Linked DNA regions of Mus musculus: all the other regions are linked to region 2. A link is a contact called in public Hi-C and HiChIP or PLAC-seq data. All regions are on one chromosome and are shown on one strand. The core of a region is the stretch at or near the end of the contact, and the rest is flanking DNA. Distances in the headings are between cores, read along the strand shown.

The links. HiChIP or PLAC-seq counts read pairs in DNA pulled down with a chosen protein or histone mark. A called contact is a pair of places that touch in the nucleus more often than the background predicts.
Region 1: a contact with region 2 is called in an H3K27ac HiChIP or PLAC-seq map of double positive thymocytes, with 10 times the contacts expected there. The contact joins the promoter of Oxsm here to the enhancer-like site in region 2. A contact is called at or near these places in 8 of 39 promoter capture datasets (the C10 cell line, cranial neural crest, embryonic stem cells and 5 more), 18 of 115 datasets of contacts at active chromatin or transcription factors (the 230-238 cell line, T-cell acute lymphoblastic leukemia, acute myeloid leukemia and 13 more) and 3 of 9 other capture datasets (adipose tissue, liver and pancreatic islet).
Region 3: a Hi-C map of regulatory T cells shows a contact between it and region 2, with 12 times the contacts expected there. The contact joins two enhancer-like sites. A contact is called at or near these places in 4 of 39 promoter capture datasets (the C10 cell line, hippocampal neurons, liver and 1 more), 2 of 15 datasets of contacts at CTCF or cohesin (large pre-B cells and pro-B cells), 124 of 484 Hi-C or Micro-C datasets (the 63-12 cell line, the AML12 cell line, the AtT-20 cell line and 67 more) and 16 of 115 datasets of contacts at active chromatin or transcription factors (the 230-238 cell line, CD8 T cells, PVALB interneurons and 11 more).
Region 4: a RAD21 HiChIP or PLAC-seq map of pro-B cells shows a contact between it and region 2, with 14 times the contacts expected there. The contact joins two enhancer-like sites. A contact is called at or near these places in 1 of 15 datasets of contacts at CTCF or cohesin (pro-B cells), 12 of 484 Hi-C or Micro-C datasets (B cells, CD4 T cells, CD8 T cells and 9 more) and 6 of 115 datasets of contacts at active chromatin or transcription factors (T-cell acute lymphoblastic leukemia, double positive thymocytes, large pre-B cells and 3 more).

What each region holds. Positions count from the first base shown.
Region 1 is chr14:16,242,011-16,244,710 of GRCm38.p6, reverse strand. It overlaps Oxsm (3-oxoacyl-ACP synthase, mitochondrial), which reads left to right and starts at 1,380. Exons shown (of 3, transcript NM_001359883.1): 1 at 1,380-1,421; 2 at 1,913-2,700. The coding sequence starts at 1,944.
Region 2 is chr14:15,354,401-15,357,100 of GRCm38.p6, reverse strand. No RefSeq gene overlaps it. Among named protein-coding and RNA genes, the nearest start is that of Gm31577, 34 kb to the right of the region's middle. Within about 2 kb of position 1,405, at least 9 of the 459 cell types and tissues checked have an H3K27ac peak or open chromatin away from gene starts, as enhancers often do. A contact at or near this core is called in the P5424 cell line, double positive thymocytes, pro-B cells and 1 more, where this site is marked.
Region 3 is chr14:16,194,317-16,197,016 of GRCm38.p6, reverse strand. No RefSeq gene overlaps it. Among named protein-coding and RNA genes, the nearest start is that of Oxsm, 48 kb to the left of the region's middle. Within about 2 kb of position 1,261, at least 18 of the 459 cell types and tissues checked have an H3K27ac peak or open chromatin away from gene starts, as enhancers often do. A contact at or near this core is called in the P5424 cell line, double positive thymocytes, pro-B cells and 1 more, where this site is marked.
Region 4 is chr14:16,172,120-16,174,819 of GRCm38.p6, reverse strand. It overlaps the pseudogene Gm8517. Among named protein-coding and RNA genes, the nearest start is that of Oxsm, 70 kb to the left of the region's middle. Within about 2 kb of position 1,274, at least 65 of the 459 cell types and tissues checked have an H3K27ac peak or open chromatin away from gene starts, as enhancers often do. A contact at or near this core is called in the P5424 cell line, double positive thymocytes and pro-B cells, where this site is marked.

The sequences.
Region 1 (2,700 bases), core at 131-2,630, 890 kb before region 2:
TCCGACTTAGGGCACTCTAAGTTTATTCAGCTTACTTCAGAGCATGGGTGAAGGGTTCCTTACAGGAGTAAGTGCCTAGGGCATCTGCACGGCCAGAAAGTTTCACTGCAGCATGGATGATGACATGACTTCTCCATGGCTGCATAGACAGAGTTCCCCTTTCAGCTAACCTTCCACAGTCCACATACCCCAATGCCTTTTGAGATCAGAAATTTGTATGTAAAACAAATTGCCAAAAGGTACTGGAGGAAACAGCACAATTTTCACTGCAGGGAGATCATACTAAGCAAATGGTGAGCTACTGGATCAGGAACAAGTTGAATTTTCTTAAACATTTTAGACAGAGTAGACAATAAATCATATCCAGGAGTAATGAGGAAATAGCTAAACTTACCTCAGATTCTTTTCTACATTTGGAAAGCAAGCATACGTGGCAACGATGGCCTGAAGAGGTTATTGCCCACAAGAAAATATATAATCATGACTACAAGATAGCATAGTCTATCCTTTATCTGAAGAAAAAGCAAAGCTCACACGTGGGACAGACTTGAACAGTTAATAGACATCCCCTGGCTGTGTTGCTACTTATCCTACTTATCCATTACAGATTTATCTCTGAGCAAGTAAAACTTTCGTAAGCTCAGGAATTTCCACTTCAGATATTGGGCAATCTTCTGGTCACTTCCTGTCATGAGTCAGCCCTTTTTATTGTTACAGAAGTAGCTGTTTACATCATTTGCTAAAGTAAATAAAGGTAAGGAAAAATGGAGGTAGAGGGGACACCATAAGCACTGCAGATCACTACAGACGTTAGGTTTTGTTATATTTTAAAGACAAAGTCTTCAGGTTGGTAGCCCAGGCTCCCTTTGCACTCTCTCCACAGCTGAGGACAGAGCTCCTGATCCTCTGCCGCCCAGGTGCTGAAATTGAGCGGTACCATTATCTGATCTCTTTGCAAACCTTTAAAAGTTTTGTAACTAACGTCTCCTAACAAATTCTCAACGTCTTTGCACATTTCTAAGTATTCAGCCATAGTATTATTTTATTGTCTACGTGGCATTTAGATGTTTCCCCAAACGACCTCGGTTTCTTGGTGACATTCTGAAGAGTTCTATGAATATTTTCTACAGAGCTACCAGGGAGGCTACAGCTATAGGTCCTCCCCGGAATGTCCTGGGGAAATGACAGCCGCCCTTCTCTGGCAGCACAGGAATATCTAGGCATTATCGCTGTTGACTAGGTGAGGTTTCCCAAGCGATCAAAACAGGCTCTGAGGCTAGAGCGGGGCACTCACAACCCGGAACCCGGAGGAAGCTCTGGCCGGAGCGTCTGACCTCTGACATCAGGCACCGGGCGGAAACGCTGCGCTGCGGATGAGTGCGCATGCGCACTCGGTGGGCGCCCGCAAAGGCTTGTTTCAGGTAGTGACTGCAGTGTGCACCCGGGTTTCAGGGTAGGGGTGGAGGGCGTCGCGTGGCTGTGAATCCCTGAGAGCTCCTAACGCTGAGCTCGGGAAGTTACACCCGGCCTTCCTAATACGGCGGTGCTGGGCTGTGGCGGGACCGCCTGAAAGGTTATCTGCCCTACACGGAAGTAGATAAAGTGCACAAGGCAGAATGGGCCTGAGGCGGCCTCCTGTGCATTAATCTTAGAAATGCCACATGGACTCAGTCCACACTGTACAGTAATCTTCGGTGAGCCTGAAGAAGGATGCCCCCTGTAGGGTGGGTTGGCGTTGTAAAACCCAGTGAGCTAGCTATCAGTTGACAGTCTGAAGGACCTCATAGATTACAAATAAAAGTTAAGTCCAAGCGAGGGTTGCATTTCTCTGTGACCACAGTCACACCTAGGGTGTGTGTAAGATTCTACTGTCGTTTAAATGATGCTTGCTGTCTCTTGTGGTCTATTCCAGGAATGTGTTTCTGATCTTCTGAATTTCAACCATGTTGTCAAAATGCTTGCAACATTTTCTAAAAGCCACAATCTCCCATCCATATCCAGCGTCATATTCTTGGTTAATAAGCAAACACAGATTTTATGGAACTGTGCCAGCAGCCATGTTGCGCAGACGAGTTGTCATCACAGGCATTGGCCTAGTGACACCACTTGGCGTTGGGACTCAACTAGTTTGGGATCGGCTTCTCCGAGGAGAAAGTGGAATTGTTTCTGTGGTTGGTGATGAGTACAAGAATATCCCTTGCAGTGTAGCTGCTTATGTACCAAGAGGTCCACATGAAGGTCAGTTTAATGAAGAAAACTTTGTGTCCAAATCAGATGCCAAGTCCATGTCTTCTTCCACCATCATGGCTGTTGGGGCAGCAGAGTTGGCCCTGAAAGACTCCGGCTGGCATCCGAAACGAGAAGCAGATCAGGTGGCTACTGGCGTTGCCATTGGCATGGGCATGGTTCCTCTTGAAGTTATTTCTGAAACTGCTTTGCTGTTTCAGACCAAAGGTTATAATAAAGTCAGCCCATTCTTTGTCCCTAAGATTCTGATCAATATGGCTGCAGGCCAGGTTAGCATTCGCTACAAACTCAAGGGCCCCAATCACTCAGTGTCCACAGCCTGCACCACAGGTGCACATGCTGTGGGAGACTCCTTTAGATTCATAGCCCATGGTGACGCAGATGTGATGGTGGCTGGGGGCACAGACTCTTGCATTAGTCCATTATCTCTCGCTGGGTTTTCCAGAGCCCGGG
Region 2 (2,700 bases), core at 156-2,655:
ACGCTCTGTGTGGGTATCCGGATACTGCTACTGTCCATACCTCTCACCACCAGAGGAAAAAGTGAACACTGGCCGTGCATATAAAACAGAGGTCCAGCCACCAGCCAGGTGTTAGAGCTTGAGTTTGAACTAGGTCTTTTCTGTTTTGTTTTGTTTGGTTTGGTTTGGTTTTTTTCAAGTCAGGGTTTCTCTGTGTAGCCCTGGCTATCCTGGAACTCACTCTGTAGACCAGGCTGGCCTCAAACTCAGAAATTCGCCTGCCTCTGCCTCCCAAGTGCTGGGATTAAAGGCGTGCACCACCATGCCCGGTGTACCAGGTCTTTTCTAAATAGAGGTATTTCATTGATAATCCTTTCAAGTTGGTTTACAAATGCAGAGTTTACATGATTAAAATGACCAACATGAAATTGAATGAATTTTGTTACTATATGCTCCTGCATATCTGCCACACAAAGGAGATAGTCTGACTCAACTATGGGCAGAGATCCTGGAAGCACATTTGACTTCTGTAATGGGGAGTGATGGCCTTGTTTGTTTGTTTGCTTGCTTGCTTGCTTGCTTGCTTGCTTGCTTGCTTGCTTGTTTTAGGATGAATGTGTCAGGTAAGCATGGAGGGTCAAAGCCATGGGAGCATAGGGACAAAGATGTGGAAGTGAAGGTAGAGAGTAAGATACAAGTCCCAACCCTATGGTGACTTCACACTGAAGAATGTCATAATCTGTTATCCCATGCCACTGATGGAACACTTACTATGCATTAGTAGTTTTCTAAGTTATCTTAGTTAATGCTTCGGAAGCTCTATGAGATACTTCTATATAATAGGCCCAGAACCCCAGCAATTTTGGAAAGCATAGCATATGCACAAATATTAAGTTTTGAGAGATTTGAAAATTGTATACGTCTGCACATGACATACACTCTGACATTCATGTCCTGCCATTCTGCCACAGACTCAACTATACAAGGTAGCTGGTTCCTCTGGCACATTGGTTTACAGAAAATTACATGACAATTCCATTTAAAACCAGAGGGGAACTTCTGTGTATAAGGCCCCTCGAGGAAAGAAGCTAGAGTGCCCCAAGTGAGGCACAGGGCCCTATCTAACCTACAAGATACTGTCTTCAGGATGTTAAAACTCAGTTTCATCCCCCTTGAAGGCCGGGAGTGCTGACTGTAACCATAGTCTGTTGAAAGGCCTGCTGAAAAAATCAATAAGACACTCAGAGCAGTGGTCACTGTGTGCTCACACCGTCTTTAGCCATCCCAAGAAGTCTAGCCAAAACACAAAGATAACTCTCAGATGTGAGACTTGGGATGTGGGCCTAGAACTGCTGTATCCAGGGAGACTAAAGTCAGATGGCCTGCATTGCCTTTGGTTTGGAGACAGTTAGACCCATACTGAGGAGACAGCGCCGCCTGGAGGACAATGCTAAAATGCAGTGTAAGTACTAACTGGAAAGAGGCAATAAAGGTTTAGCTCTAACAGTTTTGAAAATTTAACAAAAGTATTGTGTTTATCTGCATGTATGAGTCACATTCATTTTGGAAAATCTTCCAGAGGTGGATAAGATAATCCATTCCAGGTCATTCCTTCCAAAATCATCTTCATGCTCTTAGTAATGAAATGTTATTTTCCTCGTGGCCAATCCATTAGTCCAATAAATTGTCTTATAAAGGAAAGGTCTCTGAGGACTTGGTGAGAAGAGTCACATACTATACTTGAAGTAATGAAAAAGAGTTAAATAACCACACATTTGGTTTGCAATTCCTCATGTAGAATTGAGAGATACCACAGGTTATCAGGAACTTCCCTCCTTGATTTCTCTATGTAGATTGTCAGGTTATAGTGTCGTCGGTACTCCAAAAAGAAAAACACTAATTTACGTGTCCATGAATTGAATAGAGGATTATTAGGTAATAAAAATCAAATAAAACAACTAAAGTAATAGATTACCATGTCAATTTGTGACAGAACAGAAGGGAAATGACCTCATTGCTAGAGCTTACGAATGTCCACCCACTAGGCCAACAGTGTATAGAGGTGATGAGTGAAAGAGTTGCTACCTGAGAACCTGAAGTCTTGACCCTATATCTGTGTCTCATTTCCCACTGCCCTGCAGGAGTTCCTATTCACAGTGAACTACAGGAAGACTTTTTAAATCCACTTCCATATTATTGTCCTAGGCAGAGAGCATCTGAAGTTCTAATACATTAAATAGTAATATTTAAAGTACCTTTTTCCAGTCTGTGATTTCTCTCAACCTCCACCTTTTAAATTAAAAAAAAAATGCCCCTGGAATTTTAATCTAATCTTTGACAATGTGCTTATCTCTCAAGCAAAGCAAATCATAAAACATGCCAACTCAACTAGAACACATTTAAAAGTGATAAAAACTTACATAATGGAAGACAGACCTTCCAGTACTACTTGGACAAATTGTAATCACTCTGTATAGTCTGCAGGGTGAGCAGTGTTCTTTTTCATGTCTGTCTCTGATTCCTCACAGTAATTCTTGCTCTGATATCACCAAGCATACAGCAGTCTAAGTGCCCTGCATTTTTCTTATTGATGTATCTTTTAGACAGTCGGTCTCTCGGCTTACTGGCAGAGGGATGAAATGGAAGACTCTGCTTATCACTGTTCAGCTTCTGAAGGCAGACTTCCTACAGTGTTGCGGTTGAGAGTCCTGGGAAGAGTCT
Region 3 (2,700 bases), core at 12-2,511, 840 kb before region 2:
CTAACTACCTTGATTGCAGTAATCATTTCATAATATATACAGTGGTCAAAATGTTATGCTGTAAAGTTTAGATACACGCACTTTTAAATTCGTAAATAATATTGGCGGCACATGCTTTTAATTCCAGCAATTGGGAGGTAGAGGCAGGTGGATCTCAGTGTTGGTGACCAGTCTGCTCCACAGAGAGAGTTCCAGGCCAGCCAGGACCACATAGAAAAACCCTATCTTGAAAACAAAACAAAACAAAACAAAAAATCTTATGAACACTAAAGTAAAATAAATCCAAACGGCCACATGATGGAGCCAAAGCCTTGATGGTTAATAGGCCTTTCACTTAAACTGAACTAGTTTATTTTTAAAAATGTTTGAGTAAATGTTTCTTTGTCACGTTTTCAACATAACACTTTGTTTCTAACAATGTTTTTATGTCACAAGGTAGACCTGATTTGTCCTTATTCTTTCAAACTTGAAAAACTGTAATTTTTAAACCCCGTGTAGCATAGGCGTGGTGTGGTGCAAAAGGCACAATCATGTTTACTTATTAAGGACAAGACCAGCAGAATCCATGAAAAATGGAAATTCCATTCCTCAAAAAATTTCCCTATGGTGTCTCTCCAGCAAGAGACATTCACAAGTAGAAAGCTACTTGTGCCCTGCTTGAACAACACCCTCTATGTTTGCTGATACAGCTACTGAAAAGAGCCAATGAAAACCTGAAGACTCACTGGCTAAACTCTTTCATTTTACTCTCCAAATGAAACTGAGTTCTGGAGAAAAGCAGGACATGGATTGCAAGTTAGTGGGTACTAGAGATGTAATGTTTTGCTTTGCAGTTCTTGTAGACTTTAGCACGGACACTTGTTCAACAAATGTTCTCTAGTTTTTACTAGGCTTAGGACTGTGAATGCAGGTCTGGGAAATGAATTTTAAAGCAAAAACTGCCACCTTCTGGAACTGCAAATGCCACCAGCACTCACGGGTATCAGGGGCACAGAGCACAAAAACTCATGTGCTATGGAGGTCGAGAGTCATGAGTGTCGTTAGTTTTAAGAAGCATATTGTTTGTTTTAGAATATTTTGACTTTCCTTAAACATTATCCTTTTCTATAAGAAGAAATAAAGGGGAAGCAATATGTTTTCATTCTGGAGTTTTTTATATCAGCCCTCTAAGTTGGAGATCTGATTTTGGTAACCTTCAGTATTGGAGTGTTGATAAAAGATGGCATATAGAAAGGAAGTCAGATGCAGAGCCATTCCTCCGAGCTTTCAGTGACAGTGAAGATACTGGTAGGAGGAATCACTGTTGCAGAATGTTTGCTGACTCAGCTGGTGTAAGAGCTGGAAATCTGTGCTGGCTGGTCTTAAGTCAACTGACAAACAGGTTAGTGTTATCTCAAAGGAGAGAACCTTTACTGAGAAAATGCTTCCACAAGACAAAGCTGTAAGGCATTTTCTTAATTAGCTATTGATGGGGGTGGGTCCAGCCCATTGTGGGTAGTGCCATACTGAGGTGGTGGTCCTGTGTTCTATCTAAAGAAAGCAATCCAGTAAACAGCACCCCTTCATGGCCTCTTCATCAGCTCCTGCCTTGATTGAGCTTCTATCCTGACTCCCTTCAATGATGAGCACTGATGTTGATGTGTAAGCCAGATAATTCCTTTTCTCCCCAACTTGGTTTTATGTTATGGTTTTTCAGTGCAGCAACAGAAACCCTAAGACAAAACCTATAGCCATGCTCATGAGTGATGTGCTTAATTAACAAAATAGAGAAGAAAAAGCTTGAATTTTGGGTCTCAGATAAGATTAAAGTTGTATAATATGGTACTCAGGTCTAGAGGACAGAATTGGCTGAGGCCTAATGTGATAACTCAGTATGCAAACAGAATATCATAAAGAGCGAAGTAGCAAGGGGCCAGAGCAAGGGCTCACTGGAGAAAGGCACCTGAAACAAGAACATAAAATGGACTCCTACAAACAAAATGTCCTCTGATCACATACATGCTATGACATGCTTATGGGAACACACACACACACACACACACACACACACAAGTCACTCAACCAACCAACCAAATAATGAACTATTTTAAAGAGAGTAAGCAAAGAGGGAATATTAGTCTATTAAAAGTCCCAGGATATCTTTGCATACCCCTAAAGATAAATAGCAAAAGCTGTTCACTGGAGTTGGAAATTCATGGCACCACACGGCATCAGGCAAGATTAAATAGATGATCTGACTCTCTCACACAATGGAGTCTCCTCTCCTCTTCCCCCCCACCACATCATCGATAGTGTTCGGAAGTTGTTCCTTGTGAACAATGTGACATAGCTCATCTCTCTTATGTTTAAAATAAAATGTCGGCATCCCTTTCCTTTTTTGACAGACAAGGACATTGAAGCTTGAAGGAGAATTGTTGTTAGTGATGGAGCCAGGCAGCTCCTTGCATCACACTCTTATCTTTGTACCAATGGAAATTCTGTTTTGGCTCGTGACTTTAGTGTAAATTTGTTTTGAAGTAATACAAAAAAAATCAAAGAATAGTATTTTATGAAACTAAAATTGTATGGAATTTGCCTTCCTATGCAACTCATAAAGTTTTATTAGGACATGTAACCACACATATACTTAAGTTTGTTGGTGGCTGTCTTTGGTGCTGACAGAGACCACATGGCCACTGGAGCTTGAAATACTTACTTCTT
Region 4 (2,700 bases), core at 25-2,524, 820 kb before region 2:
CTCAGAGACTCCAGAAAGCAGAAAACTTGGGTCATATGGCAAGTACCATTCTGGTCCTAAAAGGTTTATCTGGTTTGAATCAATGCCTTAGTCAGACTGAGGATATAGGATCAGGCTCCAACTAGGAGAGTCTACTTGTAGGGGCCTCACTGGAAGCAAAATGTAGAATATATCATTTTGGTTAACCACTTGTGTCTGTATTCAGACCATTTTCCCCTCCTTCAAGTTCCTGTGGCAGAGGAGAATTTGGGAAATGCCCTTTTAAGAATACTTCCCTGCCTAGGTCCTAGTAGAGAGTTTTCAGTAGGAACACTTGGTTAGAAAGAGGTAGAGTTTCCAAAGATGCTTTTAGAGAGTCCTAGAGGATCAGCCACATCCTGATTGAGGCAAGTTCTCTGTGAAAGTGCTGGTAGCCAAATTTCCTCTGGTTTTGCTACATGTGTGAATGTCTCTAGATCCCTGTGTAAAGCACTCCTACCTGTAACACAGACCACTTCCACATTTTCCAGATTAATTATGACTACAGCAAGCAATTACAGTTATTAAATTTTCTTGGCAGGGCTTTAACAGGGCAGAAGGGCAAATTAAATAGCAGATTTGGAAGCTAGGGTTGAGGCTTGGGCATAGGGCAGAGGCTGGACAAGCCAGGCCTGGTTTGTGGGTATGGAAGTTTTTGATGTCTATCAGGAACCACATGTGATATAATTGACCACAGCCTTGCTACTTGCTACTGAGTGGTAGCCTGGAAAGGACCAAAGGAGGCACATCAGAAGGTCAGAGGTAGAATGAGGTATATCTGAAACAAGGCTAGGCTGAGGAAAAATGGAAGGCCTAGCATTCAGGGATTCATTTGAAGTCCTGGAAAAGATCCCATGAGGGTCAAGACTAGGGTAAAATAGCCAGACTCATCATAAAGGGACTAAACAGATGAGCCTTGGTGGTTGGGAAAGTCAAGGTAGAAAATACTCACTGATGTTGCATGCCTGTGAGTCTGTGGATCCTGGATCAAGCATTGACCTTTAGGGGGCAAGTAGAGAACATTGGAAATCACAGTGGCTTAAGGCAATAAGACAATGTTTAGTACTCTTACATAACAGCAATAGGGCTTCCCTAAGCAAGTCAAGACTGATTTAGGACGAGGCAAGGAAAGATGCTGTTAGAAATAAGTTTGAAGTTGCAAAGAAAGAGATTACAATCAGGTTAAAGTGTCTCAACAAAGAAGTTTATTTCCTGTCAGAAGGGTGTGTTATTCACAATGATGGTTGAGCAAGCACACCTGCCCAGGAAGTGAACTCGGTTTGTGGGTGAGCAAGCACACCTGCACAGGAAGTGCAATTAGTTTGTGTTTAACTAGCCGCTGACTGTGTCTTTTCCCCATTGGCTGAGATTTGACCTCATGGTCTTTTGAGGGTAGATAATTTCAAAACAATTGGAGCAAACAATGAAGATGAGCAGAGCAGTGAACCATTAAGATATGATGATGCCAAGCAGGGCATTTGTGTAAAATCAGGCTTACCCTGGAAAGGATGAAAACATTTGCATAAAGGTTTTACCAGATGGGGAAAGTAAAGAGATTGGAATTCCTTGTTGTAAACAAAAGTTTTGTAGTGTTTGTCAGGACAGTCTAATATTAAATGTTTCTTACAATATGAAGATTGAAGAGTTACTGACTGTGTCCTGGCTGGTACATCTTGGATTTAGGGCTAAGACAGACACAGCCTCAAATATGGGATCCTTATGTGGCCCCACAGACACTGTCACATATGTGAAATCACAAAGGGGTTCCTTAATGGAGGTATATAAAATGAGACCTCGAGACTATGTAATGGCATTTGTCACTTTTTGTAGATGGCTTCATACACTTAGTGAGGTTCCAAGAAATCAGTTTTCCATTCTGTGCCTCAGTGTACCCCATTTGATGCTTGAATTCACATTCATCACACACATTTTAAAAAACAGAATATAATCTATCAATTTATTATAAAATATTTGCTTTCATTTAAAAGCGACAGTTGTACTGAAGTTCTGACATTTTTTATTGCTATTTTAGATTTTCTATTTTCTTTCAATCAATTGAATTTTAGCAAGATAGCTTTCTTTTTATGTGTTTTTGTGTGGGCTAGTTTTTTCCCCTTTGGTTATGTTTTTATTCAAATAGACTGTCTCTATTGGCTCTCTGGAATGAAACAAATTTTAATCGTTTATGCAGCCGGCTTTTTTCCTTCTGTGGTAGGTTTCTTTTCTGCTGGTTTTCTTGGTAGCCACAACCCTTTTCCCCTGCAGGCTTCTTATCTTCTTGACATCCTTGGGCTTCCTTTCTTCCTTGCCTACAGCCGACTTCTTGTCTGCAGTCTCCTGTGCTGCAACCTTCTTCAAGTTGGCTGCCTGTGCAGTGGCTGCTGTTTCCAGTTTTTCACCTGAAGTTTGTGATTCTGGCCTTAGGAAGAATGGTATTCCTGTGCATAGTCTTTGTGGTTCTTCAGTGGATTCTTCTTCAAGACTCTACACTGAATCTTCTTGTGTGGTGCTCAGGGGGCTCTTTGAATCTCTGGGATTTTCAAGATTCTGCTAAGATCTGAGTTCATCGTCTTGTGCATGGGAAGGTTACAGTTACTCTTGAGGAAAGCAGCCTTATGCCAAATGCCATACTACTCATCTAACTTCCAGAAAGCACTTTGAGTCCAAATTCTGAGACATCCC